Regions from separate parts of the Macaca mulatta genome. Here region 2 is linked to region 1. The links are chromatin contacts, called in public Hi-C maps. All regions are on one chromosome and are shown on one strand. Each heading gives the region's core, a stretch centred on a gene start, on an enhancer-like site or on the middle of the called end of the contact. The rest is flanking DNA. Distances are from core to core; before and after follow the strand shown. Region 1 holds the start of SKP1 (S-phase kinase associated protein 1). Region 2 holds the start of CDKL3 (cyclin dependent kinase like 3).

Region 1 (6,073 bases), core at 2,628-5,127:
TGCTTGAGCCCAGAAGGTTGAGGCTGCAGTGAGCCATGACTGCACCACTGCACTCCAGCCTGGGCAAGAGTGAGACTCCGTCTCGAATGAATGAATGAATGAATGAATGAATAAATAAATAAATAAATAAATAAATAAAATCTACACAGCAATCCACAGAGCTCACTCCCTTCACTGAAATAAGGTGTTCTATTCAGCTACCATTATAGGACGGTATCTCTTTTCCAAAGACTTTAATTTCTGTCACTGGAACTTATGAATTCAAATTTACTTGAACAGAAATTAACCATTGCCTAAGGCTTGGCAATCACTTCAATGTTTATTACCTTATGATTTTATCCATTTAATTACAGAACCCTCACTAATTCAGACAATGCAGAAAGGATGACTTGTATCAGAAAAATGTAAGTTATAAAGAAAAAAATGTAAACTTTACCTCTTTATACTCTCAAGTACCTTATGACAGCCTGCTGCTCATATAAACTTGATATTCACAAATTATCTCAAATTACACATTTCTCCCCACCCAGGTTTTCCAATGAACTTACCTTCCAACATGGTCTTAATAGTCACAGATTGTTTGGCAATTTCCACATCAACTTCAAATATCTCTCCATCAGAACTCTGCAACTTAATTGAAGGCATCTAAAAACAAGCACATTAGATGTAAAATTTGAGAGAGAGTTCTACATGATATTTCATCAACTACAGTCCGTCAGAAGGCTATAACTTATTGACCACAAAGTTCTAAGGACCTACAATACATAATCCTGTAAAACACTGTTGAAAGTAGTTATTCACAGGTTAGCCTGCAAGTATTTCTATTAACTTTTTTCAAAGTATAACTACTAGGAACAGAAGCTTTTAAGGCCTGCCCTATTGAACTCACTATTGGTATAAATTTAATAAAACATACATATTTGTATTTGCTTTCTTCCTGCCTTTCGTCTCCCAATGAATACTGGACTACTCCATTTGAGCAGTTAACTGCCACAATTAACTACATGCAAACCTAAGGAAGGTCAGTCCAAAATAAACAAGGCTACCAAATAAGACAGAAATTTTCCCCACAGTGAGACCTACCTGTGAAGATAAGTTCAGATCCAGAGAGTAAATGAGAATATGCTGATTTATGTCTGAGGCAATGCAAGACCATATACACAAGAATAAAATGATTTAAAGATAAGCAGATGTGAGTACAATTCCCTAAATCTAGTAAGAAGCTTCATTTCAGAGCGCTTTTTATCTTTCAGTACTGACTGTCCAACTGACCAACTTTGAGATCTCTTGTCAAGAGCTCCATAATAATAACCTATTACTTGCTCTGAAAATGCATTTATTAACTCAGAGTAATTATGAGTCACTAGGAAAAAGATAATCTTACATAAAAAGTTAGGCAATTAGGCCAGGCGTGGTGGCTCACGCCTATAATCCCAGCACTTTGGGAGGCCGAGGCAGGTGGATCACGAGGTCAGGAGATCGAGACCATCCTGGCTAACATGGTGAAACCCCGTCTCTACCAAAAATACAAAAAATTAGCCGGGCGTGGTGGCGGGCGCCTGTAGTCCCAGCTACTTGGGAGGCTGAGGCAGGAGAATGGCATGAACCCAGGAAGCAGAGCTTACAGTGAGCCGAGACCGCGCCGCTGTACTCCAGCCTGGGTGGCAGAGCAAGACTCCGTGTCAAAAAAAAAAGTTAAGCAATTAATTCCAAAGGACTTGAGTTCTGGCAAAAAAAAAAAAAAAGGAATTTAAAATTAAAAGTCCAACAATTTCTTACCATCTTCAAATTCTTTTTTTAAAAAAGAAAACATACATAAAAGAAAAACAACAACAAAAAGAGTAGCAATACCTGGTACAGATTAATTCAAGGCCTCTTAAAATTCACATACAACTTTTAAAAGGCCCATGCTTCTCAAGTATTCATAATCCAATGATGTCACTATTAACTTATGGTACCTCTGAAGTTTTCTAGGTGTGTTGTATTAAAAATCGCATATATTTTCACAAAAGTGTATCATTTGGCATTTAAAACATGCATCACACCCATTTTATGTTCAAAGACTTATGACCCATTACATCGGTTAAAATATTCATTCAGCTTCTCTGAGACAATTGTCCGCAACCCCAAAGCAAACAGGTTCTTAGGCAAAGGAAGCAAAAAAGTAAAGCGTGTTTTAAAACCAGCCACTGAAATATCCTACTCTCACTCATCCATGGTTGGAGAGAATCAGATTTCACTTTGCAATTCACAAACATGTCTGCTTCTCCATGTTGCTTAGCGCTTGCCAATAATGCCGTTGTCCCTGCTCAATGAAGAAGGACCCAGAGTAGAGGACCCTTCCTGTGACAAGACAACAATAAAAGGTATCTCCAAAAGAAAATATTTTAACGTGAGTCCAATTTTTAATTATAAAACATTTAAACATGTAATTTTTATATCAGATAGTACTGAAATGAACAGTGCAGAATCACAAGTCTAACAATGCAGTTGATAAAATTACTCTAAAAGCAAGACGACCGTTTCATATTTCTTTCAAATAACTCAAGTGCTTAGTCATAGTCAAATTCGTGGATTGGGTTACTCTTAAGGGAGTTGAGATCTTACTAAATAGCAGGTAGGTAATCGGTTAAATCTGTAATTCGATGCACTTGGTAATACTAAACTAAAAGATAAGTTTTAGTGTTACAGTAGAATAAAGTGCAAAATTTTTAAGTAATAATGGATGAAATTTTGATTTGAAATGTTTTCAAAACAATTCCATTCTAAAGAAAGAGGCCTAAAGGCTCCTGCACTTGTAAATAATTCTCCATGGCCAGCATAAAGTGGGTTCTATCACATCATAAAGGGAAAAAAACCCCTGCGTTTTAAGTGACCCGAAATTCTGCCACTGCTTTTTAGACTGCACAGTGGAGGAGACTATTGTTCTATGACACAGATACATTCTATTGTGACGCTCTAATGGAAAAATGCATGTTCCTAAAACCCAAACGTGAAGTTCCCACTAAAAGTGAACCAAAGCAGCTGGACATCCTATTTCTTTAAAAGCCAGACACTTCGAGTTAAGTTATACACAGCTCTTACAAGTCACACCACTCTGAAGATGGTATCTGCTATCACAATAGTTATTTCAACGACTCCAAGTCATAGCAAAACAACGCGAAGAAATATTTACAAGGAACAGGCGGCTATGTGCAGAAACTCGGCGCCCGCACACAGTTAGCCAGGACCGACGGGTAGCTAGTGACGCCAGACACGGGGGAGAAAGGATGGCAGCCAAGAACCGGGCGGCCTCAGACCACCACCGCAGCTCTCCCTCCCGACCACAACAAAAGCCAGACACCGACACACGCCCATGCTCACGACAGCCAAGGGACCCCCATTCACAACCCCGCCGCCACCCCCGCCCTAGTCCCCGGGACAGCAGGCTTAAGGCCAAGAGAGGCCCCCGGCCATAGCCTGGGCCTTGCAGCCGAGCCTGCGCCGGCTGACGCTCGGCCGGTGCAGAGAAAGCCCAGCCCGGGGTTCGGCTCACACTTATGGAGCGCTGTGAGGACGCGCGGCCAGAGCAGGCCTCGCTGAATCGGGGGCGGAGAGGGTGGACGAGACCTGATGGTGTCTCCCGAAGAACGGGGTCGACAACACGATCCACCGGGCCCGAAAGAAGGCCAGGCCCAGTCACCGCCCGCCGCGGGCAGGCCCAAACCGCAGCAGTGAGGCCAGCCTGCATGCAATCCGGGAGCCACGACCCTTTCCAGCTCAGTGGGCGGCTACTCACGGTGTTCGGTGTTAAGGAGACTGCCGGCGGGAGGCTGACGAGAGCTAGGAGACGTCAGCGGAGGAACAGAAAAGCGGAGGACGAAGCCACTACAGCCTCTCGGCGCGGCGCGGCGTCTGCTTTATAGGAGAGGGCGCAGGCGCCGAGGACCCCGGGGCGCGCGGCGTCACACAGCGGCTGGGCTGGCCGCCGAGATCGCCTGACGGCAGGCCGAAGACGGCGGGGCGGGCCCAGGCCGGGAGGCGACGAGGAGCTGCCGGGGCGGCTGGCCGGGGGGTTGGGGAACGGGAGAGCTTTCGCCTTTCCCTAGCTCTGAAAGCGCCGCGCTCTCTCATCAACTGGGTGCCGAACCCTGACTGGCCTAGAAAGGTCTTTCAGGCAGGGGCGCCCTAAGCCGAGTAAAATACCCCAGCTAAACGGCCTGGAAAAAACAAAACGGGGCGTGTGTGCGCCTATGTGTGTGTTCCTGGGAACAACAGAACGGGGCGCGCGCGCGTGTGTGTGTGTGTTCATTCCTGGGAGGGGCTGCGTGTGTGTGTACGCGCGTGTGTTCATTCCTGAGGTGTATGTGTGTGCGCGCGCGGGTGTGTGTGTGTTCATTCCTGGGGTGGGGATGGGGGGGCGCTTGTGTGTGTGTGTTTTACTACTGAACTGATACAGCTTGTCCAGCCTCCATTCTCCACAGTAACCCTCCGAGGTGAAATAGTGTTAGCCTTTTCGCCTCTGCAGTGAGGGAACAGGTTCGGAACGGTTAAGTGGCAGAGCCAGGATTTGAACATTACTCCACAGTTAGGTGCCGTTAGCCCTTATTTCCTACTATTGACTTCTAAAGAGGCTTCCGTGCCAAAAATAGCCATCGTCGTAGGGAAACCCCAAATCTAGAGAGATGGCTTCCATCTAGCAATAGGTACCCATTCCTTCACTAAACATGCTCTGAGCCCGACATGCGAGGCGTGGTGCTGGGGATTCGGCAGTGAACCAGGCAGCCAGGGCCCGGCCTGGACAGAACTCTTGTCTGGGGTGCTCCCAGGAAGGCTGTGATGAGGTCGATGGAATGAAGCCTGCAGTAAAGGAACGGGAGTAGTCTGAAAGCCCCACCCCGCTCTGCTCGGGAACGTTATTCTCCCTGTCCTAGGAGACTGGGCGCCGGGCTCGTCTAGCCAATAGGCACGTGATGGTATCCCTGACACAGGAAGACAAAAGATACTTCCACACAGGGCCCCCTGAAGAAACCGGAGACGTACAGTGCCTCTGGGATGGGACTGGGCAGGAATGCCAAGCAGCTTCTTGAGTTACCAGGTCTTTGTCTACAAGCTGTGGTATCCAGTGTCTGCCAGGTGCCACAGCTGATGACAGAAGATGAAACGCCTGCAGCTCTCAGATATTTTCTCAGCAGCACAGCCCTGCCCTCAGCAGCTCCAGCTTCAGGCCTCCTAGGCAGGGCCCACTGGAGCCCCTTTGCTCCCCTGCCTATGGTATGCAGGGTGATACCTTATAAACTCTCCTTGAGCATCCTAAGCAGGACTGTGCAGTGTCAGGTCATACAGCTAGCCTGGGGCCCCAGCACAGGGTCTGGCGTAAAAGTAGGTATATGCTTTTCCAAATATGTCTGAGAACCCCCTTTATTAGAATCACCAAGAAATGCCTACTTTTAAAAGAGATTTCGGGGCCGGGCATGGAGGCTCACACCTGTAATCTCAGCACTTTGGGAGGCCGAGGTGGGCAGATCACTTGAACTCAGTAGTTCGAGACCAGCCTGGGCAACATAGTGAAACCCCATCTCTACAAAAAAACAAAAATTAGCTGGGTATGGTGGCGTGAGCCTGTAGTCCCAGCTACTCTGGAGGTTAAGGTGGGAGGATCACCTGAGCCTAGGAGGCAGAGGTTGCGATGAGCTGAGATGATGTCACTGCACTCCAGCCTGGGTGACAGAGTGAGACGCAGTCTCAAAAAATAAATAAATAAAACATATTTCATTTGCTTGTATATGGTGCTTTATGTATAGATTATCTCAGGAAAGATACACAAGAAATTGGTCGCCTCAGAGGAAGGGAACTAGGTCACTGAGGGACGGGTTAGAATAATTTTTCACCTTATACCCCTTTCTACCTTTTGGGTATCAATTCACATCAATGTATTACATATTCAAAATTTTTAACTTAAAAATAAATTTGTTCAAGAAAAATGCAGATTCCTGGGTCCACTTTCAATCTAATAACTCCCTGGCGGCAGGTTTTTCTGCCCTTTAAACAAGTTCTCCAGGTGATCCTCAAGCCCAGAGTAAGTGAATAAACC
Region 2 (6,073 bases), core at 2,336-4,835, 210 kb after region 1:
GCGCAGAAATAAAGAGGCCAGTGTTTAACTGCTTAAGTAGACATAGAGTTCAGCTGGAGTGACAGTCCCTAATGAATAACCACCGTATCACTAGAGCAAGTGCCTAGGGAGTGCTTTCTTTATTGAATAGGGCTTTCTTTGCTTTTTTTCTATAAAATGAGTTAAATGTAAAAAGCGAAATCTCGCCATGCTTCCACTAAATAAGAGAAAAGGCAATACTTAATAAATTCTAGTCCGGTGGGTACCGCCCCAGCATGCATATTTAAATCACACTTGGAGAGCTTTTAGAAAGCAACTCCCAACTCCCACATCCACACCCCCGCCCCAACACCAGAGAGCCTGACTTAATTGAGATAGGGTAAATAAATTAGTATGTTTGAAGCTTCTCAAGTTTTCTATGCTGCTACGGTTTATATTGAGAGAAAGGAGAAGTGGTCATCGTTTTCACTGATCACCTAAAATATTCAGAATTGTCTTATTTGAAAGTTATTCAGCAGGATGCGGTGGCTCACGCCTGTAATTGAACACTGTGGGAGGCCGAGGCGGGCGGATCACGAGGTCAAGAGATGGAGACCATCCTGGCTAACACGGTGAAACCCTGTCTCTACTAAAAAATACAAAAAATTAGCCGGGCGCGGTTGTGGGCGCCAGTAGTCCCAGCTACTCAGGAGACTGAGGCAGGAGAATGGTGTGAATCCGGGAGGCGGAGCTTGCAGTGAGCCGAGATCGCCCCACTGCACTCCAGCCTGGGTGACAGTGAGACTCCGTCTCAAAAAAAAAAAAAAAAAAAAGAGAATGTTATTCAACCACAATATAAAACACCTTCTATAAATAAGAATGTCATAGTAAATCTTATAGTGGGTTCAAACTTCGTGTAAGCATATTATTTGCTGTGGGCAAAATATTTGCAAGGAGGCTGCGCACAGTGGCTCACACCTGTAATCCGAGGGAAGCCAAGGTGGGCAAATCACTTGAGCCCAGGAGTTCCAGACCAGCCTGAGCAACAGGGCAAAACCCCGTCTCTACAAAAAATTAGCCGGGTGTGGTGGTGCACACCTGTGCTCCTTGGGCAACTGAAGGAGAATTGCTTGAGCCTGGAAGGTCAAGGCTGCAGTGAGCCCTCTTCACACCACTGCACTCCAGCCTGGGTGACAGAGCAAGACTCTGTCTCAAAAAATAAAAAAACATTGCCCAGGACAAAGATGAACCAAACTCAGTCCCTGCCCTCAATGAACTCATAATCCAGAGCTACAGAATTGATAACAGCATACAATTAATAGCTTTAAAATTATTCCTTCTACAAGTAGGTTATGGCAGGCCTGGTTAACCAGAACAGCCAGTGATTCTTGCTAATACACAGCTGTAAGACTTTATGATGCACATGCACTGAATTAGTTAAAAGTGTTAATTCATTTTGGAAAATTTAAACTGTTTCCGAAACAATTATAAATCCCTGTAGTCACGGAATTCCTAAATTCCATTGCCTCCAGTTCCCATCTTTAGGACTTTGTTGGTGCGTCAGGAGGACTCAGCACTTTTGTATCCATTCTTCAGCTCAACAAGGAAAGGGAGGTAGGAGAAGGACCTCAGCATTGCCCTAATCTTGCCCATAGTTCCATGGAACCAGAAAGGGTTAACTTTTCCCACTTTCCTTGTACCTCCCTTTTTTCAAACCCTGAATTCTGTCTCTGCTTTCAGTGACTGCCTAGACTGATAAATTATAAGGGTTTTTTGGTTGTTGCAGGGTTTGAGACAGGGTCTCAGTGGCATGATGATGGCTTACTGCAGCTCAAACGATTCTTCTGCCTCAGCCTCCTGAGTTGCTGGGGCTACTCGTGTGCACAGAGACAGGATCTCCTATGTTGCCCAGGCTGGTCTTCAACTCCTGGCCTCCCAAAGTGTTAGGATTACAGGCATGAGCTAATGCCCCAGCTCATGAGGGATATTTTTAAGATATAGTTTCTATTTACCATTTTTCTCCATGTAACCCTGCCTGTGTGTCTTCCTCCTTTGCTATTGGAAGGGTTAGGACTGCAATGGCAGAAAAGCAAAAACATTAAGAATATTCAGCTTTTAACTTAGAAAACACATTGTGAATGTCTAACAGGACCTATCAAGAGTTAGGCCTGGCTAACTTGATCACTAAGGCAGTCACTGGAAGCTGAGAGAATTCAGGGTTTGAAGAAAGAGGTACAAGGAAAGTCGGAAAAGTTAACTCTGCTTCCATAGAACTAGGGGCAAGGTTGAGGCAATGCTAAGGTCCTCATTCCACCCTCCCTTTACCTGTTGAACCGAACAATTCCCCAAATGGATACAAAAGTACTCAGAGTCCTTAGTATAACAAAGTCCTGAAAGTAGGAATTAGCAGCAATACAGGGAAAGACAGTAACTACAAAAAATATTCAAGGTCTGTGGGAGGTCAACACCTCTGAACCCCCTGGTGGTGGGGGGGCACTTCTCGCCCATTTGCACCTTTCTTGCTAGTGTAAAAAACCTGAAGTTGTCTCAGGCTGGATAGATAACCCTCACTCAGGTCTGCTGGAGCTCTCCCCCACATATGAATCATATTTGTAGGTTTCTTTGACAACCAACCACTCATTGATATGCTTGGAAGACTGCACCCCCACATTCTTAAAAATACAATGGTACTCCCCCCCATAGGCAAGTCCCCGGACTCTGACACATATCTTCAATTGAAAGCAGACCCAGAAAGGAAAAACTGCATAATACACCATCCTTTAATGTTTGCCCAGAATTTCCAATACTAGAAACCCCACTGCAAAGCAGAAAGACTATTTGGTAGCTTCAAGGAACCATTTCAGGAGATTGTTGTGTGGCCCTCAGTATTCAATGCTGCCTTAGAAGATCTTGCGATCCTCTCTCTTCTTGCCCCAAGTACCAGAGTTCATAAGCCACTGAACCAACCAGAGGGGAGTTATTTTTGGTCCCGGTTTAAAGAAAACAAAACAAGCTGTTGATCCTCCCACGACCTCTTGGGTAATGTCTCTATACCTGTGATAAACCGAAAACAACTAATAAAGGTGTATCCAGCCCTCACCCTCTTAGACCCGCTTCACAGACCTGGCCGAAACTCACATCCAGGCGAGGCTCTCACGTGACCCGTTCTAAACGCGTCACAGGGACACGTGGTTCTAGATACTTCTCCCCCTCCCCCTCAGGGGTGGATTGTTGACAAGGCCGCGGGCAGTCACGTGATCTTACATCATCCCACCTCCTTTCCCTGAAATCCCTGGCCCGGATACGTCCTTCTTTCTCCACCCCGCCGAGCCTAAACTAGAGACGGGGAGGCAGACAGGATAGTGTGTCGGTTTCGTGGTCTCTGAATCCACAACCTCTAGTCTGAACACAGAGAACACAAATTTGTCGATCACTTCAGGAAGCCCAGGAAGAACCACGCCCCGCTGAAGGGCTCAGGGAACGCGCGCTCCCCCGTCCCGCCCCCTCCTCCCCCAGCACTCACTCTGTGGTAGCGGCGGAGGGCGGAGGGATCCGGAGGCGGCGGAGGGAGACGTCATTGCAGGGTTGTTTGTCAGTCTTGGCGGCGGCGGCGGCGGCGGCGGCGGCAGCGGCGATCCACAGTGATTCGGCCGCCGCGCCGGGGGGTGGGGGGGCTGCGCGGGACTCTTTTCTTTCAGACTGACCGCGGGGCAGCTGCGGAGCATGTCGACCCCGGCCCGAAGGAGGCTTATGCGGGATTTCAAGCGGTAAGGGCCTTCAGCTTCGCATAGATGACGGCCTCTCAAAGCTGCGGGGCTGCAGGGCGTGGATCCCGGACACCTTCCCCTTGTGACCCTCAGAGGGTCGGCTGTGGGCCCAGGGGGACTGGCGGAAGCCGGGTCCTACCTCGGCCCCTACTCTCCTTATCCTTGCCGCTCGCTCTGGCGCCCGAAGAAATTTCGATACTGCTTCCCCTCCCCCCAAAAAGTAAAACGATGTCGATCGACTGGTCTAGGGTTCCCCGCTGCCCATTTCGGCCAGCTGCCCGGGGTCTCGTCCAGGGGATCAGACGGGGATCAGACATCATCCTCCCGCCCCTGCACCCTGCGGAGACCCTTTCTTGTCCCCTCAAAGTGAGCTCCCGCGGGAGCTTGTTCTTCTCCGGCAGCACCAGTCAGCTTTGTTTCAAGGCCCCTCAGTCTTCTCCGAGGAGCCGGGTTGGGGTGAACCTCCCCAGCCCCCCACCCCCGCCAGTCCTTTCCATTTCTGCCGTGAGGGTGGGGTCCAGTGCGTGAGGCTCGGAGGTTAACCCATCCCCCGAAACCCGACTCTGTCCCCGCCCGCCTGAAAAGACCTTGGGAACTGACTTAGAGATCTGGGACCTTAGAGCTGGCCACCCCGGCTGCCAGTGCCTTCTGGAACTCAGATCTGGCTGGTGAAGAAAGCCCTATCTATAGCCTCCCGAGTCTGGAAAAATGCCTTCCCTTAGACTGGCGCTAATTTGATACTCCCTGGGCCTTCTTTGGTAAATAAAATAGGGTTTTGTTAGGAGGTATTGGGGTTGTGAGGAAGAAAATGATTATTCCGTTAGTTTACCTTTTATTGGATACTTAGAGACGTAGAAAAAACAAAATAACGTAGAAAAAACAAAATAAGTGAGAAAACATTTTGATATTCTGCACATTTTTCTTAAAATTTTTTCTGGGGACACCTACCCTAATTGAACAAAATAGCATAAAAACATAGATTTGTCGCTCAGGAAGTCACCTCTCAGCTATTATAAAGCCTATGTGAGGCATTTGGATTTGGCCAACTTATTTAATTCATTCGTAGCTTCTCTTAGCCATTTAAAGGTAGGCGTCAAGCAGTGCAGTTCTTCTAAGGCTTCTGTTTGTGGTGGCCTAATTTGCTTGAGATTGACTAAAAACCTTTTTTTTTATGTGGACTAGTTGCAAATTATGATGCCCCATGAAAACAACTCCATATGTATTTGTGAGTGTGTATAATGTAGCATTTTTAAATTGAGGTTACAGTCTCTGAAAGGAGATGCCCTTTTTGGTGCAAAAGTCATTTTTCTAAAGCTTGAAATCAGTGTATCTGATTAGCACTCATGACTAAAATTCAGATAGTAAACTAGTTCATGTCATTGTCGCCCTGGCTCCTTACTGTAATGCTCTGCTTAATTCTGAGTTGAATACATGGCACCTTTTGTAGTTTTCCAGAGATCTATAGGTTACAAGAATTTGACTATGACGAATGTGGGAAAGCCTTGTATTGAGTCTCCTGATTTGAGAGGTAGATTTGATGTTAGTGCAGAGCCTTTAAAATAGGGACTGGCGGAAAACCTACTGATTACTTTTTAAAGCCATTGCTGTTTGAAGCAAAAGGGATAGAGTAAATCTGCTGCCTAATACTAGTTTCCTAGTTAAATTTAATGTGTTTTCAGTCATTTCGTGTTTACACTGAGGTTTGCTTTTTTTTTTTTTTCTTGTAGCCATTTTGCAGAAGTAGCCGTGGTTAGGATACACAGTCTTTGCATGTTTAGAGCAGCAAAATCAATGGTTCTGTAAAAATATTACTTGCTTTTGAGGTTTTAAACTTTTTTTGGTATAAGAGGACAGTCTATATACATCAATTCTTGAAGAGATACTCTTGATAATATTGAAAGAGGGATGATTCTCAAGCCCTTCGGATTTTTAGGTAATTTGGAGAGGTATTTAATAAGTATATATACCTGGTTAATATATCTAAGTCATATGGTTCATTTTAGTTCACAATAACAAGGAAATGGAGTTAGTCTGTGTCTCAAAATAGATGGTGTAGTGTCTGTAGGTGTTTATGTGGCCTCCTTAGTGGCCTTAATGTTCAACTTTTTAAATTACAACGCTGGATTTCTAGGTTACAAGAGGACCCACCTGTGGGTGTCAGTGGCGCACCATCTGAAAACAACATCATGCAGTGGAATGCAGTTATATTTGGGTGAGTTGAAAGGTTTAACAAATAATAGGTGTGTGCTGAATCTTTAAGAAAAGTGAACATATAACAACTGTCTAGGAAAAGAAACTGAGGTAGAATGAGAGATCTTAAGGACTAAAACTGCAAGATAAATTAGAAA

What was found. A called contact is a pair of places that touch in the nucleus more often than the background predicts.
Region 2: a contact with region 1 is called in a Hi-C map of fetal cortical plate, with 2.0 times the contacts expected there. The contact joins the promoter of CDKL3 here to the promoter of SKP1 in region 1. A contact is called at or near these places in 2 of 14 Hi-C or Micro-C datasets (fetal cortex germinal zone and fetal cortical plate).

The regions. Positions count from the first base shown.
Region 1 is chr6:143,075,045-143,081,117 of T2T-MMU8v2.0, forward strand. SKP1 (S-phase kinase associated protein 1) reads right to left here and starts at 3,878. Exons shown (of 6, transcript NM_001193590.1): 1 at 3,779-3,878; 2 at 549-645. The coding sequence starts at 645.
Region 2 is chr6:143,288,268-143,294,340 of T2T-MMU8v2.0, forward strand. It overlaps CDKL3 (cyclin dependent kinase like 3), which reads right to left and starts at 3,586. Exons shown (of 11, transcript XM_078005208.1): 1 at 3,482-3,586. It overlaps UBE2B (ubiquitin conjugating enzyme E2 B), which reads left to right and starts at 3,260. Exons shown (of 6, transcript NM_001194433.3): 1 at 3,260-3,725; 2 at 5,857-5,937. The coding sequence starts at 3,682.